Regions from separate parts of the Ovis aries genome. Here region 1 is linked to region 2. The links are chromatin contacts, called in public Hi-C maps. All regions are on one chromosome and are shown on one strand. The core of a region is the stretch at or near the end of the contact, and the rest is flanking DNA. Distances in the headings are between cores, read along the strand shown.

Region 1 (5,830 bases), core at 2,231-4,730, 85 kb before region 2:
GTTTGGTCAGAACTCACCTCACCTCACGCTTGGACTCTTGCAGTAGCAGCCGCCTGACCAATGTTACATCCCTCTCGACCCCTCCTGCCCATCACCTTCAGGGACATCTCTGTGTCAGCACCGTGACTGGCTTATTCCCTGCTTGACCTTTGTTATCTAACCCAGCGCCCCCCACCCCCAGAATAAAGTCTGTAAAGCTTGTTATAATACGACTCAGTCCATTTTCCTTTGTGACTCAAAGTCCTAACTGATCACGTTCCTTCTCTGAAACGGGCTTTGTACCCTCTGGCCCCCCTTTTTTCTATGCTGTCCCCCAGCTCACATCTCTGCTACCATCCTCTGGTCTGGGATGCTCTCTGATTATTAACATCCTTCAAGATCCAGTTCAAACATTATCTACTTTACAAGGTTGACTCTGAAGAAAAAAGAAAACATATATATCTGTATATTTAGTGTATGTGTGTGCACACGCATGCACACATGCACACACACAGACACTTTCCTACCAGTTGTGTGCAAGGCTGTCTACCCGTCTTGGGGAATACAAAGAGGAGCAAGTCACTGTCCTTGCCCAGAGATGTACCCAGTGCAAAGGGCCAGAGTAGGAGATGAGGACTGACACTGGACGAGGCTCACAAACTCTATAGGCTTTTCATGCCCACAACTCTCTTTGGAGGAAGGTAATCCCTGGTAGATCTCTCTACATAAAGCTGCTGGCTATTTTGCCAAGTACAAAATGTTAGCCTAGCAGTGCTCTTCTGCCCTCCAACCAGCTTTGAGGGCCTTGGCTTGGGGCACCACCTATTAGATGAAAGAACCAACCCGATCAGATCTTCTCTCCTGGGAAGAATTCACACAGATGGTCACTGAAGGCCAGGCTGCATCTGCCCCCGTGCTGTTCTCCTCCTCCACAAGGCAGGTGATGGGTCCCGTCATAGAAGCACCATCACCATGGAGGTAACACCTCTGTTTCCTTGAGAATGAAGAAGCCCCTTCTCCAAGGTAATCTGGGAGGTGATTGACACATGGTGTCATGAGAACATAAGTGTTAAGTCACTTCAGTTGTGTCCAGCTCTTGCACTCTGTGGACTGTAGTCTGCCAGGTTCCTCTATCCATGGGATTCTCCAGGCAGGAGTACTGGAGTGGATTGCCCTGCCTCCTCCAGGGGATCTTCCCAACCCAGGGACCAAATCTGAGTCTCTTCTGTCTCCTGCACTGGTAGGCGGTTCTTTACCCATAATGCCACCTTGGAAGCCCAAGCTAGTACATGAGTCACCACCAGACAGGCCACAGTGAGAGGAGCGGACCCAGTAGTGTTCAGCTGGGTCCAGTGTCAAAGCAGATGAGTGCAAAAGAAAGGCCAGGCCCAGGAAGGTTTGCAGAATAGCCTGATGTAATCTGGGTCTACATGTGAGCAAGGAGAGCCCCAGAGAGGCTGGCAGATGGGCCCAAGTAAATAATAGAACCAGTAAATAATAGAACTTTCACATCCTAGAACCTGAGTTCTCCCCACAGTAACCCCATTGCACAAGGCCCAACATAGACAAGACTTGGCTAGGTTCTGACAGCCTTTTTTTTTAAATCAAGGACTTTTCTGTGAAGCTAAGGAAGCTTCAGACAGCATCCCTTGTGTCACCTGTGTATGGACTTTTTAAAACTTGGAATTTTGTGAAGATTTTTTTTTTCATATTCCCCAATTATACAAGCTTCAGGGATGCACCCTTGGTACAGGGGATGGGTTATTTGGGAAGGAAAGATGATATGGAAGAAAAGCTAAAAGGAAAAGAAAAAAAAAGGTAAAGGAGCCCGGGGCAGATTCCAGAACATTCTCCTGCAGTGAGTGGGTCGCCTTTTCCTGCTCACGAATTTCCTCCAAAAGGCCAAAGGGTGCAAGGGCTCCAATTAGGAATCCCCTATCCCCCATCACACTCCCACATTTGAGAGGCAAGGTCGGAGGGTGGGGCGCACATCAGAAACCAGCTGGGCTAGCTAGCATCAGTGAGAAAAAGAAAGTCAGGCACCCGAAAAGACCTCCCGCAAAGGCAACACTGTGAGTAAAGTGTCGCCTCCCCCACACCCTCTCCTCCTGGGGAGATTCCACGTTCATACACAAAGTACGCATGCGGGATGACCCCCTTGCGGCATGTTCAGCTCCAGGCGATGGTGAGAAAACAAAGGGCACCTTAAGGCCCGGGGCGGCCAGAGCCGCAGCCCTGCGGAGTACCGAGCACGTGGTGCGCAGGTCCCTCTCCGCCCAGGAGTCCGATTTAGAAGAAATGCTGGGCGGCAATGCATCTGCACTGCCACACGGGGGCGTCAGTCAGAGTCGCTTTCTGTCCGCCCGTTCCGGTTCGCCTTTAGAGGAGTTCTGCGACTTATTTTTCTCTCCTCGTTTAAAAAATACTACTCTTGCTATTACAAAATATTTTTAAAACATTACTGTCGTTACTACAAAACGTAAAGCATCTAAGTTAGAAAATGCACAAAAATGGCTTGCGGTCTGATTGTTAGAGAACTACTTAGACCATACGCTTCCAAACCTTCCAATGATTATGTAATCATGATATACCTAATATATATTATATACATAATATATAAAATCATATAACCATCCTTGACAGACTTCTCTTAAAGTGTCATGAACATCTTCCCTTACCAACTTTTTGAGCGAAATAATTTCAGGTATTGGTGTCGTGTTCCGTTGTCCACTGCATTAAAAAACATTTTTATAGGTCACCCGCACGTTAGAGAAAGTTGCAAGTGCTGCCTACCGGGATATAGTGAACTATATTCTTATTGCTGGAAGGACGTTTTTCATTTCAACTCGAAGGTGAACAGGAGGGACCGCTGGCCAAGGAAGTGAACACACAGAAGCCCCGAGCGCGGGGGCCCGGACCCAAAGCCGCAGAGGCGACGTGGCTGCGGCCCCTGGGGAGACGGCGCGGGCCTCCCGGGACTGGCATGGGGAGGGGCGGCCCGGCTGGTCCCTGCAGCGGGGAGATTCCCTCGGGGCGCAGGGGGACCGAAGCCCGAGACGCTCGCGGCCCCGCGGGCAGGTCGGACGCTGAGTCCAAGCGGCGAGTCTAAGCGCGCGCCTGGCCGCGGCCGGTGGGTCCGGGCGTCGGGGAACCTGGGGATCGGAGTGTCGGCGGGGTGGCGCGCCAGTTGGCCGGTAGATCGAGGGAGCCGGAGAATCGGCGGGCCGGTGGATCGGGCGGCCGGTTAGTCGGTGGGTTGGCGGGGGCCGGGAGCTGGGGTGAGGGGGAGTGTGGGCAAGTCGGCTGGGCAGGGGTTGGGGGAGTCGGGGGTTTGCTGGGCCGGCGGGCAGGGCAGCGTCCGGGGGCTCGGCGGGCAGGCGGGCCGTGGGGCGGGGCGGGGCGGGGCGGGCGCCGCGCCTGCCGTTCGCCTCTCCGGGCTGCAGGTGGGGCTGTGCGGCCGCGCTGCCTCCAGGAAGCCTCACGGGCCTGCGCCGGCTCCCAGGATGCAGTGTGGACCGGCCGGGCGCTGACGGCGGCGGCGCGTCTGCGGGCGGAGCGGCGCGGGCCGGCCAGCGAGAAGCGCGGCGACGCGGGCGGGGACGGCGGGGCCGAGCGGGCGCCGCCTGCGGAGAGGCCGGGGGCCGGCCTGCGTGGGGCCGCGCGGCGGCGGCGGCGGCGGCGGCGGCGGCGACGACTTCCTCCGGGCCGGGCCGGACAGCGCAGGGCCATGGCCGAGGCGGCCGCGGCTCCGGTAAGGGCGGCCCGCGCGCACGGACGCGCGGACTCGGGGGCCCCCGGGGCGGCCGGGGCCCAGCACACGGCGCCGCAGGCCCTGGGGAGGAGCTCCGGGGGCCGGGCCGGGCCGCCGGGCCTGGGGCTCCGGGCGAGCGGGACGCGGGGTACGCCGGGGCCTACGGCGCCCGCCGGCCGGCTGGGCGCCCCCACCTCCCCGTTCTGGGCCGAGCCTGAGCCCGGCGGAACCGGTCGTCCCCGCACCGCGGGCCGCCCCTCGCCGAGTTCCTGCTGCCCTCCGGGGCTTCCTGCCCCCGCCCCATCCGCTGCGCCCCCCCCAATCGCGCGCGCCCCCCACCACCACCACCCCGCGTCTCCTTTCTCTGCCCACCGCTCGCTACCCCCCAGCTCCCCCCAGCGGCCTGGTGGCACCTGGGAGGTGTCCGGAGCGGCCGCGACTCCGCAGGCACCGAGTCCCCCTCTGCGCGCCCAGCTCCTGGGGTTGGGGGGGTGGGGGGCGGTTCGGGGCGGGGAGACAGCTGCTCCCCCCGGTTTCGTAGAGGTAGGCGCCGCACCAGCCGTTAGGCGTGATTTTGTCCGCGCAGCAAACCTAGGCGGGGGTAGGTCCTCACTGTCATGAAAAACCCGAGGCCTAGAGAAGTTAACTTGCCCAGGATCGCACAGCTGGCAAGTGCGTGGGAAGAGAGGGTCGCTCTGTGTGCTGGACACTCGACGCCTCTGGGCAAGCAGACAGGTACACTTGGTGATGGCGAAGGGAAACACGAAAGAGGCAGGGGCCCGGGCCTGGGCTGCTGAGATGCGAGTGGGGCTTGCAGGGGAAGGCTCGGGTTTCACCAGCCTGTGCGCGGACCCGGTGGAGCTTTCCCGATAGGATAGGAGGCTTGGACACGGAGAGGCGGGCCCCGGGCCGGCTTGTTCGAGGAGGAGTCCGTTTGCCTGGAAAAGGTGGTTTAGGTAGGGAAGCAGGGGGAGAGGAGGCCGCGGGAGAGTTGGAAGGGGTGTGAGGGCCTGGACTGCATCATCCCTGGTGGGGAGCCACTGAAGGCTTTGGCCGTTCTCTTCCCATCGGTGGCTCCCAGGCGGAGAGTTTCCGCTTCCCTGGCAGGAGCCTTGCGGCCAGCCCCATGTGTCCGCTCACCCTTCAGTGAGGAGAGGGCCTTGAGCAGTGGCCTCCTCCCACCAAATAGTGTGGAAGCCTTCTAGGAGGCTCCCTGGGCCCCCGTTAAAATGTCAGGAAACTGGGTGGTGCCTTTGTTTATAAGGTCAGAGTTTATGCAAAGGCCCTTTTCTTGCAGCACAAAGATGATAAGGGCAGTCAGATGCTCTTGGAGGAGGTTAAGTAGGATTTTAGGAGATATGGAGCTGGGCAATAAAGTGAAGACACTTGTTAGTGTCTGGGGCCCTATGTCAGGGACTGGTCACCAGAGGAGGACTGAGGGGAAGGGAAGAAACGTCGCCCCGTGCCCAGGGGCGCCTCGCACTCAGAGGCAGGGCTGAGCCAGCCCAAGGTGCCAGGCTGGTGCGGTCCCCACAGCCTCAGGGCAGAACCACCTACCTCTTGAGCAAGAGACCCACCCACATCCAGTTGTTTCTCTACCAGTCCAGCTCCTCCCCATCTTTTGAGATCCGTCTTCCTTCTTCAGGTCAGAGGTCGTTGGTCCAGCCGCCTTCCAGACAACCCCAGGATCCCAAATGCTCCGTCCTCAACAGTTTTTCCAACCTGTTTTCAAACTGTCTTGTCACTGTTTTCTGAGGTGTCCACCCGTGTCCTGGTTCTCAGCAACTCTCTAAATGAATCCTCACAGGTTCCTATGAGTCACCATTTTAACTTTGCAAATAGTCACCAGACATTTGGTTAGGAATGATTTTCAGAATGTTGTAAGGTTTCATTGACCCTCAGACACTGCCAGATGGTATAAATATCAGGTCTTCTTCCCTGACTCATGGGTCCTGCCTTCAGGGGTGTGTGTGTGTGTGTGTGTGTGTGTGTGTGTGTGTTTGTAGGGGGGTGTCTAGTGGTCCAGCCCACCCAAAGCAAAATGTGTCAGGCAGGTCACTGGGGAGTCTCCACGTCTTTATGGTGGTTGCAGCACATATA
Region 2 (5,936 bases), core at 2,516-5,015:
AGCAAGCTGGTTTGCAAAGTGACACCCTAAACAATTTAATAATAACAAATCTCCAATTAAAGTTATTACTCATTTCCCACTTTATCTTGAATTTATCAATGCTTTACCAAGCCAAAGGTTTGTGACACATTTTGAAATAAGTTTGGAAAAAAATTAAACCTCATGTCTCATAGTACTACTAAAAGAGCAAGTCAACATCCAAGTAACATCAACCTCTAGTATATTTAATTCAAAGGGTAGACATATTGAGAAGAAATAGACACATTTTTCTTGCCCAGATCTGTGCCAGCTCTTCAGAGTCTAGCAATAAGCATAAACTAAACTGCATACAAACATGCTTGGGTGTTCATTTTACCAAAAGGATTAACTTGCCTTAGCATGTTATTGTCATATCACTAACTTTCAAAATTTAATTTACAACCCTTTCCCCCCCAAATGAAAATAGCATTGTTGTTTTTTTTACTTACTGTAAAGGAAACGTCTGAGTCCCAGAGAATAAAAACTTATCTCAGAACTGAATGAGCCCATTATTTCTCCACGAGAAAGTATTAAGTCTCATCCGTAAATGTACCAGAAGAGGTTCATTTTATTTACCACCCAGTAGGAAGACTTGAAGCCATCTCCGCAACTGTGAAATTAAACGGCTTGCTTGGAAGTGTTCCCTTTCTCTCTGTAGAAACTAAATCTATATTTTAGAAACTCTTTCAGAGTCAGGACACAAAATCTTCATCAAATTTGTAACGATCAGCCAAGTTTTCTGCACGTCATCTGTCTGTTTTCAAGTTTTTGGTTTTAGCCCCAGAATTCCTTGTTTAAATAAAACCATTTTCAGAAGCTAAATATGTAAAATAGTTGGAGGCAGAGGGGCTGGGGTTGGGGGCGGGGGGTGGGCTGCTAAACCCACCTGTTCAGCCCTCCCGGCCTTGGGGGCTGCACTGAGGGGGTCTCTGAGGAGGAAGCTGCTTTAAACCCCACCCCATGCCCCCACGGCAAGTTCTACCAACCCCCTCCCTCGCTTCAGTATTTCCCAGCCTCAATCCAAACTGTGTGTTTAAGGTATCCATTGACACATTCCGTGCTTACTCCTTTGATAGGGCACAGGATTTAAGCTGATTTCTTCCTTTTAGGGTACACCTACACCTCTGCTGGAGAAGGAAATGGGAAGCCAGTCCAGTATTCTTGCCTGGGAAATCCCATGGGCAGAGGAGCCTAGCCGGCTACAGTCCCTGGGGTCACAAGAGTTTTGGACGCGTCTGAGCAACTCAACAGCAACAGCACCTCTCTAGTCTCTATAACCTCTACGTTACCAGGCAGATGTCCGTATCAGGTTCTGCAGTGAGCCTCTATAAATCTCACCAGAGAAGTCTGGCGGGCTAACACCCACCACGAATTCCTGGAAGGCTGAAGGAAATAGCAGCACAGATGTCCAGAAAAGCCCTGTCAGAAGCTGTAAGGATCCCAGAAGTTATTTTTACAGCCATCACTTATTTCCACTGCAGAGGCAAGGGAGGATCAGGCCAAGTTGCAGCCCAAGGACCTCAAACACACAACCTGACTGCGGGGCATGGCGGGGGAGGGGGGGCGGCTTTGAGGGTCTCTCTTCTCTGGGCTGCCCTGGGCTCCCCTCCGGGCTATCCTGGGCTCCAGAGCGTCCTGTCCCTGGCATGGGCCCTGGGCAGCCTACATGTACTCGACCTCCTCAAGGGCAGGCTTCAGGTCATCCCCATGCTGGCTCCAGCATCTGGTCCAAGCGAGGCACTCTACTGTTGAATTAAGCAGGGAATAAGACAGGTGAAAATGTGCAGGAAAGAAACGAGAAAAATGCACAAATAAAACCCAGAACTTCTGTCCAGTTGGGATGCAGATGATCTCCTCATTCAAGCTAATCCAAGCCTGTAAAAGATGGCACAGAAAATTTATCCTTCCCTCTGATATCTCAGCCCAAATATCAGGTAGAATCCCCAGGTCACTGCCTGATCCTCTTAACCAGTCGCAGGGTGGCTTAGAGTGATGACAGAAATCCTTCTGGGCTGCCCTGCCTTTCCAAGGAAGGTCACCCAGAGACCCAATAAGGAGTCCAAGGGCAGGCAGGCAGCAGAGCTAGACTGCAGGGGCATGGAGGAGTGCCATCTCCCTGGCATTCAGGGAGGCCTCCCCCCTTTCCGGGGCTGGCTGAGCTGTTAGATTGTCACTCCTGTGTTTGCACAGGACAGCAGCGATTCCAGGGGCAACACGTAACACACACACACACACACACACACACACACACACACACACACACACACACACATCGGGACCCCTGCGTAGAGTCCTCTCCCAATCCCAGGCCCCCAGCCCCTTGAAGACTTCCCTGGGGACCCTCCGAGCCCGCCGGGCTCCCTAGGGTACTGCCGCGCCCGTCCTCAGCCTCTCTCTACGGCCTCGCAGTTCCATCAATCTGGGCCCCGAGAGTCAGCCCCTGTGAAATGGGAACAGACTGCGTCTGTTCCCCAGGGCTCTGTGAGCAACGCCGCAGGATGATGGAGCCAGGCCTTAATTTTTTTTTAATCTATATATTTTTAAGTTAAAGATTGGATTTTTTATAGCTTTATATAGTTATGTTCTAAATAAATGTGTATTATTTTGTAAACTTAATTTCTAGGGACCTGCATTTTTCAGATTCCTCGGTCGACGCGACCCCTCCCCGCTCACCAGCCGGCCCAAACGCCCTGAGCGCGCGCAGGCCACCGCCAGGCCCTGGGCCTCGCTCGGGCGCGGGCGCCACGTGGGACGGCGGCCGGCGCGTGCTGCCCCCTGCCGGCCAGAGCCCGGAGCCCGGAGGCCGCCGCGCCGCACCTGGCCGCCCGCGGCCGCTCTAGGAACGCGGGGGCCTCTCGGTGGTGGCGCGGGGCCGCCGTCGCGCGCCCAGGAAGGGGCCGTGCCCGGAGCCCGGGGTCCGCTGCGCGGGAGCTTCTCGTAGGCGCGCCCGGCCTCCCCTACCGAGCTGGTGGCCCGCCGCCGTCCTGGCGCGCCCGGGGACCAGCCCCCTGGGGCCGAAGCCGCTCTGGTTTTCTTGTGTTTCTGCCCCCCCACGCTCCGGCGGGCCCCCGAGCGTCGCGGGGCGCGTTCTTTGTGCAGATCCGAGTGTTGGGAGCCCGCGGGTGCGGAGGGGAGGCCTCGGCTCTGAGGAGAGCGGAGCGCCGAGACGTGCCCCACCCCGTGGGCTCCAAGCCGCTCCGAGGAGAAGCGCGGAAAGGAAATCCCCGCAAATCGCGGAGAACGAAGGAGGAGGGGGTGGCCCCCGCAATGGACCCGGGAATTAGAGATGCGGACCCTGTCCCGCGCTGCGCTCCGTTTCGCCCACTTCTCTCCGACTCGAGTCGGTTGAGCTAGTGGCAGATGTATTTACACCAGGCGGAGGCGGACCTTGAGAAGCTGACGATGGGCCCCGACTGGTTATTTGTTTGCTTCTTGATGTATTTTCCAATATGTTTAGTTATTTCCAAAAGTTGGCATTGCCCTGTCAAAGGGTATTGGCCCCTTTTTTTTAAGGCTTTTGATGTATGTTACGAAACCGTTCTCCAGGAGGGACACCGGCTCAGCTTCTTGTGGGGTGGAGGGAAGGTTAGGTAGGGTACCGGCTGGCCAAGCTGGGAAACTGGGAAGGTTGGGCAGGATGGGGGTTGAGAATCACCCAGCATTTAAGGGCCACATGTGGTTCCCTGTGAGTGATGACCGGGTCAGGCAGTGTCTTGGAGACCGTGCCCTGGGTCCTACTGAGGGGCTGACTCTCAGTGGATGTCAGCGCTTCTGGAACACTGGGCAGCCAGAGGGAGCCTTTAAAAGTGCAGGTCCTCTCTTGGCTCTGTGAGTGAAATCCAGAATTCCATCAGGACCCTGCCTGCCTCTCGAGCACTAGGTTGGAAATCCTGTTTCCTAGGGCTGTGTAGCAAAGTACCAGAAACTGAGTGGCTTCACACAACAGAAATTTATTGGCTAAAAAAGTCCCAAATCAAGGTCAGGTGATATGAGGGTTGGTTCTTCCTGGAGGCTCTGAGGGAGACTGTTCCACGCCTCAGTCCTCCCTTCACTGTGGGCAACCCACCGTGTCCTGGGCCTGTGGACACATCACTCCGGCGTCTGTCCTCACCTGGCGTTCCCGTGTGTCTCTAGTTCTGTGTCTCTTTGTATAAGGACAGTCATCATGTTAGATAAAGGACTCACCCGGATCTTGTACGACTTCATCCTACTTAACTATCTGCAAGGACCCTACTTCCAAGGAGTGCCACATCCCAGGTTCCTAAAAGGACAAGGGTTTGAGGGGACGCTGCCCAACCCACAAGAGGCCGTCCCCTCTCCCTGCACTCCAGCGTCCTGCCTTCTCTCCATTCCCCTGGCTCAGCCCCCACCCCCTCGCCCATCCTGGACCGCTGATGTCCACCTCACGTCCCCTCCTCCTGCAGGGTGTTCTGGAGATGTCACTGCCTCGGGAAAGCTCTCTCGAGCTGCACAGACGAGGGTTGCCCTGTTCTGTTTTTCGGGCTCCCGGCCCGAAGTGCGTGAGTCACAGCGTGTTGCTCTCCCGTGGGCCTGCTCCTCCAGAAAGTCGCCCTGGTGACAGCAGGAACCAGGCCACCTGGGTGAACACGAACAGACCGAACAGACCGAAACTCGTGGCCATAGGTGCTTACAGACTGAGCTGGGGAGCCTGTCTCAATCGGACAGGCCCCATGTCGGGCCCACTGAAGAGCCCATCAGGAAGGTCTCCGAGGCAGGGGCCCCTGGACCCATAGGGAGACAGACCTGCATTCAGTGCAGGCTCCACTCTGACCCCGTCAAAACTTACAAGACTTCTGTAGGCTGCCCCTACCCCACCTCGATGCCCTGTGTCTTGTCCCTTTATACTGTTTACATTCCTCCATCCATCCTGCCAAGCCAGCTCCCTCCTTAGGGCCTTGGTTGTCTCCACCCAGAGCCCAGAGCGCTCTGCATCCAAATTTCTACACCCTGGCTTCTTACCATTCAGACTTCAGCTCCAATCGTCACTTCCTGATGACCCCATCTCACTACCGCCCCACCCTGTCATCTTCCATCACATCCACCTGCTTTATTTTCCTACAATATTTTCAGTATCGGAAATGATTTTGTTCATTTGTTTGTTTTGCTGTTTGTCATTCTAACCTCTCGGGATATAAGCTCCATGAAGTCAAGGACCTTGTTTGCCTGTTCGCTGCTGAACCCTCAGTGCCAGACTAGAACCCAGAACACCATGGGTGCTTCCCAAGAGTTTGTTGAATGACCAAATGACAGTTAACCCCTCCAGTATCTGTTTTTCCGTCTACAAAATAATCTGAGCTACTTTATAGGAGAAAATAATTGTACCTACCTCAAAGGGAGGATTAGAAGAGGTATGTGCAGTCCCACCAAAGTAGTAAACACTCAACATATCGAGCCTTTATCAATATTTTATATTGACATCCAGCCTAACATGGAGGGGGACCAGAGGGCAGATGTGGTGGTAACTGTTTCAGATCCCTGGAGGTGATTACAGAGGCTGATTCAACCCTTCTGTTCTTTCAGTTACCCAACCTTTGCTACAAAAGGATGGAAGAAGTATGGTTAACAGCCTGGAACTTGGACCAAGAGGTCTTGAAAATGAGTGTCTTGGAAATTTTCTGAGACTGTGTCCTCATCTGCAAAATGGACATAATTATCCCTTATCAAAGCTTTAGTGGGTTATATGTAAATTATAATGCATATTTCCCAAATTAGTATCCAGATGTTTTGTCTTAAAGCAATTATTGATTAATTATATCATAGCAAATGGTATTGTTTGCAATTACTGGAAGGGAATATGCTTAAATTTGTTTTTCTTTTCTGATTTTGAAAGTAATACATTATATTGCAGAAAATTTGGAGGATGTAGAAAGTATGAAGATGAAAGTTTTAGAATCAGC

What was found. Hi-C and Micro-C count contacts between places; a contact is called where the count stands out from the background.
Region 1: a Hi-C map of hypothalamus shows a contact between it and region 2, with 1.8 times the contacts expected there. The contact joins the promoter of ZNF746 here to the enhancer-like site in region 2. A contact is called at or near these places in 4 of 16 Hi-C or Micro-C datasets (blood and hypothalamus).

What each region holds. Positions count from the first base shown.
Region 1 is chr4:113,660,987-113,666,816 of ARS-UI_Ramb_v3.0, reverse strand. ZNF746 (zinc finger protein 746) reads left to right here and starts at 3,480. Exons shown (of 8, transcript XM_042248987.2): 1 at 3,480-3,730. The coding sequence starts at 3,707.
Region 2 is chr4:113,576,645-113,582,580 of ARS-UI_Ramb_v3.0, reverse strand. No RefSeq gene overlaps it. Among named protein-coding and RNA genes, the nearest start is that of TRNAC-GCA, 7.5 kb to the right of the region's middle. Within about 2 kb of position 3,765, at least 10 of the 54 cell types and tissues checked have an H3K27ac peak or open chromatin away from gene starts, as enhancers often do. A contact at or near this core is called in hypothalamus, where this site is marked.